Linked DNA regions of Triticum aestivum: region 2 is linked to region 1. The links are chromatin contacts, called in public Hi-C maps. All regions are on one chromosome and are shown on one strand. The core of a region is the stretch at or near the end of the contact, and the rest is flanking DNA. Distances in the headings are between cores, read along the strand shown. Region 1 has its middle 8.3 kb from the start of TRNAA-UGC. Region 2 holds the start of LOC123189276.

Region 1 (4,829 bases), core at 1,757-4,256:
AAATGTAAAGAATGCACAAGGACACGCCTTCAAGGTGACACCTTTCTTGAGCATGGATATTGAGGATCATACTACTTGTGTTGCTTGCACCATGAGACTTATTGTTCATCTTGGACCACTTGATTGCACACTTGTTAGAGATCTTGCTTCGACTTGTCATTTTCATCATTCCATGCATCATGATATATATGCCTTGTGTGTTGCATCCAATTCTTGGATTAATTGCTCCTCTCATATGTTTGCTTGCAACAATGTCATGACCTCACATATGCCATGCCACATTGGTTGCTACATGCTTGCCTTGATTGCCTCACACATGATGAACAATTGCTCTTTCCATTGTGTTGAGTGCCAGACGATATTCACTACACCCTATGCACATTATGCTTGGATTGTCTTGCACTCGTCCCATGTGTTTAGACACTTCATTTTACTTGGTGTTGTGAATGATTCCTATGCCTACCATCGACAATTTGTCGAGTGCTTTATGCATGATTGCTGTGACCTTGAGGTTGATGCTTCTTCTCTTGTTACACATATTTGCATCACTACTCACATTTACATGCTTGTTTCCATGATGTCCTTCTTTGTGCTCAATTTATGTGCTCACATGCCATGTCACAATCACTTGTCACACCATATGCTATGCTTGATGATGACACTTGTCGGGTGAATCACCTCTTGAATTCTTGGTTTTGCACTAACACTGACCACATTTGTTTTTCCAATTGTTTGTTGTTCTTGCTCCTTTTGAAGGAATCATTAGAAGTGCGACATTGGAGAGTGCCCATTTCAACCTTCAAGATGACAAGTACTTGGTGAACGTCCACTTCTACACGACGAAGCCATCTCTTTCCCATGGTGATTTGGTTTTCGATCCGAGGTCGGATCTTTCTCAAGGGAGGGGGACGGGAGGAGATGATGCGGAGCATCCTATGGACATCACCATATCAAGAGTCCGTTCGGCGAGTGACACGTGTGACATCTACTTCACATACACAAAGGTGAATTATCTCCTTTACACATGCTCACTTGACCCCTTCGAGGATGGTATACTACTTGACAGTTGACACTTCTCCCGTGTGCATGCATATGTATTGTCGGAACACTACGGACGACAAGGAGGAGTGCGAGCGCAAGTGTACAACTACACCATCCGTGATGGAAGCATGGAAGCGACGACGGAAGAAGACGGAGCCACGGAGTCTACAGTGGCTGGACGTCCGACACTCTACAGCGCTCGGACGACCGGGGTCCACCGGACGTCCGACACACCCACGACCAGCCGCAGACCGAGCCCAGCGACCGGACGACCGACGCCGATCGGACGTCCGGCGCCACCTGTCCCGAGAAGAATCAGCGGACGTCCGACGCGCGCCGGGCGTCGGGACCGTCCTGAGCCACTGGACGTCCGACCCCACTGGTCGTCTGGTACCGCAGCCGGGCTTTGGCCTTGTATCTCTCTCCCACTTACCCCTTCATGGCTTAGACTATAAATAGACCACCTCCACCTCCTTTCTAGGGTTAGCAAAGGATTAGCTCATTTAGAGATAGAGCTTTACTCATCCATACAGATCTACTCCACGAGAGAGACCGCGACCTCTATGGAGAAGATCCATCTTGGATTCAAGACCCCTTACGGGGAGATCCCCTCGTGGATTCAAGACGTCCTCACGGAGATGAACTAGTTACCCTATGTATCGTCCTTTGTTGGATTTGGATCGTGTATCTTTTTGTGTTTCGAGGATCTAGCACATGTGTGATCGCTTCTTGTCTATTTGAGTATTTCCTCTCATTTCCCCTCGTGATTTCCCTCGCGTTTCCCCTCGTGTTCTTCGTGTTCTTTGTGTTCTTTGTAGGATGCCTTCTAATCGTGAAAGATCGGGCGTCTAGGGTTGTGCCCTACATTAGCCAGCCTCAAGAGTGTTCAATGGCTGGGCGATCATGTTTGAGAGAGTTTTGTCTCTAGCAATGTAATTTCTTCTCATCTTCTCTTTTTTTCACCTTGCGCGGTAACCCTGTAACTAGCATATTTTGTCTTATCTTGAGGCGCTCCCCTTCTTAATGAATGAAAGCAGCGACCTGCCTGCATTTCGTCAAGAAAAAAATGCAAAAAGTTAAGCCCTATGTTTACAGGGAGAATGTAGGTAAGTATTCAACTTTACATCGGTGACACATGATGAATAACATGGCATTAGCAGAATTGATTAGTACGCTTAAACTTATTTATCTTCCTTGCCTTTCTTGCGCGCCGCAACATAATTGCCGACGATCATAGAAATGGAGGCATACTCTAGGGATATCCATTGTTTCGACCAATTGGAACAAATTGCTCCCAAGAAAATACAAAGGCGGTCGCGTCGCTCACCACAGGGAGGGAGGGGGACCCTAGCCCCCGCCCCTTCCCACTCCTCCAGAGCCCCTGGACCTGGCCGTTGCCGGATGAGGCCGACGGGCGAAGCCTTGCCTTGGCATACAACAGCGGCAGGGTAGTTTGCGGCGGATACGCCGATGGCCTTCTCGTTAGAGCAACGTGGAGGTCGTGCGTGCCTGACCAGGGCGTCCACGCAATGCAATTTTTTGTAGCAATCGTTCTGTTTTGTATGTGCTCCCCTCACGATCCTAGTAAACTCTTTCCCCCCATTTATACATGCCCGATCTAGAACTTGACCGATGCATGGCAAATTCATTAGGAACAATATGTTATAGTTTACTATGTGTATAACTGATTTTCTTATACATGTTTGCCATGTCATCTTCAAAACATGGCAAATTTCGGAAAATGTTAGTACTTGGCCATGGCAAAATTAAGAGAGATGTCCTAAATAATGTGGCCTTTTTTAGAAGTGACACCGCAACTTTCTTGAAAAATCATATGGCAACAATCATAACTTTTTTTGTCCTCAAAATAAGAGCGCTCAATGCATGTGGTCCCCGCTGGGCCGACCCATTCTAGTGGTTGCTCGACGTGGGGCTGCGCTACGCCTCGCTATAATCGAGACGATGCACTTCTATATGGCGCGGTGCGCGCTAGGGGTTGTGCAGATGTGCACCCTCCCTTCCTTGGTGCGCCAGTTTGGGCCGGCACATTTGCGGGGCTGGACGCCACCTGGTTTTTTCGTTTTTACTTTTCATTTTTATATTTTGTTTTTTATTCTTTTCAAAGTAATTCAGGATTACAAAAGGTCTTAAATTTCATAAAATTATAAATTTTTAATTATCAAAATCAATTATTCAATTAAAAATGTTTGCAATTCCAAAAGAATGAATTTTTGAATATTAATATTTTTTTATTTTGACGAACATTTTTTTATGAGCATTCCTTAGTAACGATGAACATTTTTGGTATTTGATGAACAAATCTTGAATTCGATGAACATTTTTTGAATTTATGAACAAAAATTGTATTGAATTACAAATTTTTTAAAATATATGTGTAAATTTTGAATTTGATGATTTTTTTTGAATTTGATGAACATTTTTTTAATTCGATGGACATTTTTTAAATTTTGATGAACAATTTTTTTAATCCGATGAACAAAAATTTAAATTTGATGAACATTTTTTTTACATCGATGAACATTTTTTAAATTAGATGAACAAAAAATGTTCAGGAATTTGGAAAGAAAGGTCACAAAAATTGAAAAAGTAAAGAGAAAAATAGAAAAGGAAAAAAAAGAGGAAACAGAGGAAAAAAGACGGAATATGGGTCGGCTCATGTGAACACCCAATGCGCAAGGGGGGTGGAAGTCAGGTCACTCGCGGGCGACCTGCACGCTGTATAGAATTTCGCAAGCGAGAACGCGGCAACTATTTATCTATATCTATATCAACATAAAAAGACCCAAAGAGACAGATCCAACTGATCTCGACCATCGAAACAAGTCAATCCAATGACTTAGACTGGTCCAATGGCGAGTGTTAAACGTGTTTAACGTGCAATTAATAGCATGCCAAATATTGCACTAATCACAGAATTAACACACAAATAATAGCATACCTAATATCCGCATGCAATTAATATATTACCTAACTATTAACGTGTATTGCACGTGCGCATTTACTAGTCGCCTTAAGCGATCGAAGTGGCAGCGCTCGCTGAAGCTTTTCCCCTGCTCGCGCTGTATTGGGGCGGCCCGATCACGCACGTGTAGTCGTAAAAAGAAACTAGGAATTGAAGGAGGGAGGATCGTGCGCTGAGCCAGCCACCTCACCGAAGTCCGTTTCGTGGAAATAACTAGGGACGCGCCTTACTTTTTTTTTTGACGTGGAACACCATGCATTCCATTAGCTAGTGGACTCGACCAAATCGGCGGCCACGGCACCCATTACATCAGAGGGCAAGCCAGTGAGCCAAACACGTTGACTTCCTGGTTCTAGCCTCACACCACGACCAACAAGTAAGTGTGCCGGCACATTACACTCACGGGGACGAAAAACAACCTTGTATTCAATAAAACCCATACGGAGCAGAAACTTTGTCTCACGGAATAGAGTCCCCAGTCTTGCACGATCCGCAGAAATTGAGCCGAGAGCTTGACTTAAGACCAGGCAGTCTGTACTGAAGATAACTCGTCCCATTCCAAAATCCTCCGCCAAATGTAATGCTTTCAAAAGGGCCATTGTTTCCGCTTGCAGAGGTTCAGAAATATTTGTTAGCTTGCCCGCCGCAGCAAACAAGACATCACCGGACGCGTCCCGAGCAATACATCCCCATCCTCCCATTCTACTGTTGGCAATAAAAGTTGCATCCGTATTGATCATCACCCAATCAGCGGGAGGGACTTTCCAACTTGGTTTTGTTCTCGCAGAGGGCTTATGCTCTGAAA
Region 2 (5,240 bases), core at 1,430-3,929, 81 kb before region 1:
TGATTCAGCAGCATCAAGAGATGGCTGCCTTGAGGCTCTTCCTGGCCCCTCGAGTATTGTCTTAACTAACAGCTCAAACTCCCTGACAAAGTTTGCTGCTGACTCCATGAGTAGCTTCTCTTGCTCACCATCTCCACTTAAAACAGCACTAGGATGAGCCAGGATCATGTAAGCACAGAGTACCACCCTCAGTGAATATCTAGACAACCTGCTTGTTTCAGAAGTTCTTGCTGGCCTTTTTGCTGCAACCCTTGTTCTTCCGTCTCTACTCGGAGGTGCCTTCCTCTTTGGAGTCGCAAGGCGTTTCAGTAGATGGTCAATATTTTCTGCAGATGATGAACTTGCTGACTGACAAAGAGTCAAACGCCTCTCGAACCGGTCAAGTAATGCCTTAGTAGCCTCAAGAGCTGTGGGAGATCCCATCAACATAGCTAATTCCTCAAATGGCATTGACTTCACAGATTTTTCATTAATTCCCAAAGCATCATAAGCTTGAGCTAAGGCAAGTGTTGTCTTCCTGGACTTCACAAAACTTCTCCAGCACCTACAATATACGAGAAGAAAACTTCAATTAACTCGAACATACAAATACAATCAAATGGTTAGAATTCAAAGGAAAATTTAATGTATGAGAGTAATACCTTGCAAGCTTTCTTGAAAGAAAATCTGCATGCTTGATGTAATCGGCATGAGCAGAACTGCACGGACTTCCTCGCTGCTTCAAATATTCAGCTCTCTTCCTCTTGGCCTGTTCAATAAGATAACAAATCAGATAAGAAGCAGAACAGGAGAACTAAAATTGTAATCAGCGTATGTATCACAACACATACCCTCTGAAGTTTGCTATCCAGATGTTCTTTCAATTTAATCCTGTCTGCTTCTCTCTGGCTGCTTACAGTCATGGCTGCTTGTTGAATATGCATGAGCCGAGCACGAGCCTTCCTCCTCTCAGCTTCTAACAACGCCAACCGTTTCTTCTCAGCAGCAGCACGCTTTGCCAGGATAGCAGATCGCACCCGCTCTGTATACTTGCTCTCAGATGTCGCCTTCTGCACGAGAGACCTCTCTGTTCTCTCCTTCAGTGCGGCCCGCTTCTGCATATCTGCATGCAGAAGGCGCATACGGTTTTCCTCTGCCTGTCGGACACGAGACTCGACTCTAGTCTCAAGTTCCTCCTTCTCCTTCTCAAACCGCATTTCCACATCATTCTTCGCTGCTTGTCGGAGTTCATCCAACTTGGCTAACCGGTTCTGTGCCTTTGCCAAGAGGCTTAACCTTTTCTGCTCAGCTGCCTGAAGCCTGGCTTCAAGGCGCTGTCCGTAATCTTCCTCTTGAGACGACCACGATGGGCTCCGTGGCTTCTTCCTTGCTTTGCAGGATAACCAATCGCGGAATTGCTGCAGAGAAACAATTGAAAATAAGTTAATTTGATCAAGCATGTATCGCTAATTCACTTCAAACTTACTTTTTAACCAAAAGAACACATAATTATTTAGTTGTTTCTACAGCTCCTGCCAGGATTACATCAACCAACAGAACTACAGAAGTTGCAACTAAAATTTCAGCGGTACAAGTTACTTCTAAGCAAAACAAAGTGGTCGATGATGAAAGCAAACTATCCTACCAAACTAGGATAATTCTCCTACCACCGAAACAACCTGAAATCAATTTGCTAACTCAAGCAGTTAGAACTTACAATAATTTCACCTTTATTATTTGATTAAAAAAACTTTCCATTTTTACTGGAGACTCGGAATAAACCGATGCAGACAACTAAATTAATTACTAACAGTTCCTGTTTACGCTTTCACCGAACTACAGATAAAATTGAGACTATTTCAATGGGGGGAAACGCTTCAATTCAAAGACCAGAAAACTCCAAACTAGAAAAGAAAAGAAAAACCGGCAAAATCCAACAGAAAAGCAATTCGTGACACCCGTGAGACCAACTTCAGCTCACGACTACCTACCGCCGAAACAATTCCCAAAGAATGTAACTCTGAGTCTCCGACTCCCCCATGAACAGGCTCAACCAAAAGAATTCTTTCACAAGTCTAAAGTTACTGTAAATTCCTTCAAAAACAGCACCACTTTCTTACTAAAGTAATATAAAATTACATACCAGTTCTACAGCAGGACACGCAACTATCGTTTCACCAGTAAGGTGGGAACCACCGACGAGTATAATAGAAGGGGAAAAGAAGTAGGCCTCAACACTTCGAGTTCACAATTTCACGCCCCGCGACTTGGCAATCCACCGTGAGGAGGAAGAAGGGGAAAGGGGGGGAATAAAGGCAGGAAAACCAAAGGTACCAGACAGGGACCCCTACCTGCCTCCGGTGGTCGGCCTCCTTGAGCTTGGCCTCGATTTCCTCGGCGCTGGCCGGGCCGCCGCCGCCGCTGGCCCTGCCCTCGAGCAGCCTCCTCCTGATCCGCGGCGGCACCCTCGCGGCCGCCCCCTCCTCCGCCGGTATCTCCATCGCCACGGGCTCCCTCACCCCCATCACCGCACCGATCAGACTCCCTCGCCGATCGAACTCGCCGGCGAATCCCGCAAGAAATCGCCTCGCTTTCTCCTCCTCCTCCCTCCCTTGCTTGCGCCGCTGCTTTACTCCTCCACTTGTTTCTCCCTTATTTTTCCCCTCGCCTCTCGAGTTTAGTTTCTTCCGCGCCGTTCTGGGTGCGCCACGCGTAGCGCTATATAGGTGCGGTACCAGGTACTCTCCGGGGGAAGCGGTTTCCCGAATCGCAGAGCGGATCGGACGCTCGGGCCGGAGCCGAGACGGATAGGGAGGGGCGTTTTGGTAATTTTCGGGGCGTTAGGCGCTTCGGGACGGTTCGGCGGTTGGGTCGCGCCCTTTTTCGGGGCGTTGGGTTGACCGAATTGCCCTCCCGGGCTTTGCTTCTCCGTGTCCGGGTTCAGACAAGTTTGATTTGAGTTCCACTAGAAAAATAGAGAAGGTTTGATTTGAGTTCCACTAGAAAATTAAGAAAGGTTTGATATGAGTTCGACTCGGAAATGTGATCCAGAAGTTCGGTTATCGGAGCATGCATACGCGTATGAGACTGTTTTCAATGGTTTTCTTAGCATATTACAATCGAAGCATGCATATGCATTTTACTTCCCAGTTCGGTCAAGTTTGATACGAGTTAAAGCTCAAAAAAAAGTTTGATACGAGTTCAACTAGGAAAAAGAAGTTAGCTTTGAGTTTGACTTGAAAATGTGATTAAGAAGTTTGATCATATAGTATATATCTTTAGGGACCGCTTTTGTGTTGACCAACATTAAGATTGAAATAGTCAATATAAGCTATCTTTGCGATAAAATAACATTGCAGTATTACAGCTTCACATTGCTGATTGTACAACTAGAAATGTGAATTACCATCCTAAAAACAGGGGCCGATACATAGTTTCTTTCATTAAAAAGTGACAATGTTTTGTTTCAGCCGATTGATCCAACGCACCGAGGCATCGATCGCACACTCATCCGATGGATAGCAACCCCGCAAAGGACAGCATTGTAACTTGACCAACTTAATCGCCCGTATATCCATGAATACTCTTGACCAGTCGATCTTGTCGGCAACCTCCTCCCTATGCTATGCTACAAGCGGAGACACCATTGTTGCAAGCCACACATGACTGGCACAACATGAGGGCGTCCTCATTGTAAGATGGGCATCGGAGGTGTAGGTCGGGCGCTGCATACACACTGCTACATGTCAGGTTGCTGGTGCTGCTCTGCAAGTCCAAACACGAACTGCTATAAGGGGAGACCATTGGTGTTTCAAGATAACATTGTCGGTATTGTTGGAAGTTGGGCGCTCAGTGCTACTGTGGCCCAACCACGCCATGTTGCAAGGGGAGGGAGAGTGGCCATAGGGATTGGGGTGGCTGCTTGTGCTACGCCGAGCTATGACCACTAACACTATCGGACCGACGACGTCGTGCTGTGAGGGGGACGAAACCAGTGTGTAGGGCAGCAATGTCGGGGCTGCAAGCGACCAACCGCCACTACAAGTTGTTGTCGCTGCTGCAAGCCACCACCATTTGCTGTGAGAGGGGAGGTGTATGTTGCAAGGGTGGGAGGAGGAGAAGAGAGGGACGGTGAGGTTGATTAGATGGTCGAGGCGCAAGATAGCAAATGGGTGGAGGAGACCGATCACTCCTAGATACCGGTCATACTCTTTAGGTTGTTGACCCCGGAAAAAAATTGTCCCCATTTTTCTTGTGAGTTTCTATATAGAAAGAGACCGGTAACAAGTGAATCATTCTTGTTAAAGTAAAATGCATTAAAGATTGTTGAATTTGTCCAACTAATTAAACCAAGCCACAAAAAACTATGCCCACTGCCCCTCGTTCTGGGACACATCATAGGCTCTTTTTTTTGGTTGGTGGATTGTGTTACGTCGAGCGTATATTTATATCTACACTATAATAATAGCCACAAAAGCGATTAAAATGAATCAAAAAACACTATAATAAAATTGATAAAAGATAACAAGCCAACGCATAAGTTTTTACTACAAGTTCACTTCAGTGAGGAATAACTCAGTTATCTATAATTGTTAAAGTAAACTAGATGGTATCCTCGTGTTGCCATGGGAATTGCTTCTAATATATTCTGATTACATTTGGTTAGATGGATATAAATATATTAATTGGTAATATAAGAACTAGAACATAAACTACATAAGATTTTTATAATTATAAATATTTATTGCATATAAGTAACATAATATGATTAAATTATTGAAGTATTTTTATATGCATGGTTGTATGTTGAGTCTTGCCATTTTCCATTAATGATTGAATGTTAAGGTGACATAGTAGCATGTTGAGATAAAACTAGTGGTGGCGGGCCTCTTGAGAGAAAGTTGTGCATGTATTTCTTCCTCTCGAAGAAAAAACCTCAACTTCATCTTAAAATTAAAAATAAAACTTTCTCACAACATGTGAACATTGCATGCATCTCAAAAAGAAAACGGAAAAGCCTAAAAACGTTCTTAAAATGAAAAAGAAACAAAATTCTCACTTTCATCTTTCAAAAATAATCTCAAAAAAAACTTTTCTCAAAAGAAAAAATGGACTTAATTTCATCTTCCAAAAAAATCAAAAAGTTCATCAATTTCATCTACCAAAAAAATCAAAATGTTTTTTGCCATGGTCAACCAGCATGCGCCACGTGGCCGTGCTGGTTGGCCGCAATTCGCCTGTAGCTTAATGTGTTTGATATG

What was found. Hi-C and Micro-C count contacts between places; a contact is called where the count stands out from the background.
Region 2: a contact with region 1 is called in a Hi-C map of leaf, with 2.1 times the contacts expected there. The contact joins the promoter of LOC123189276 here to the enhancer-like site in region 1. A contact is called at or near these places in 4 of 5 Hi-C or Micro-C datasets (leaf and an unstated tissue).

What each region holds. Positions count from the first base shown.
Region 1 is chr2A:532,696,863-532,701,691 of IWGSC CS RefSeq v2.1, reverse strand. No RefSeq gene overlaps it. Among protein-coding and RNA genes, the nearest start is that of TRNAA-UGC, 8.3 kb to the right of the region's middle. Within about 2 kb of position 3,006, at least 1 of the 8 cell types and tissues checked has an H3K27ac peak or open chromatin away from gene starts, as enhancers often do. A contact at or near this core is called in leaf, where this site is marked.
Region 2 is chr2A:532,776,805-532,782,044 of IWGSC CS RefSeq v2.1, reverse strand. It overlaps LOC123189276, which reads right to left and starts at 2,679. Exons shown (of 8, transcript XM_044601655.1): 1 at 2,331-2,679; 2 at 831-1,397; 3 at 642-748; 4 at 1-544. The coding sequence starts at 2,504.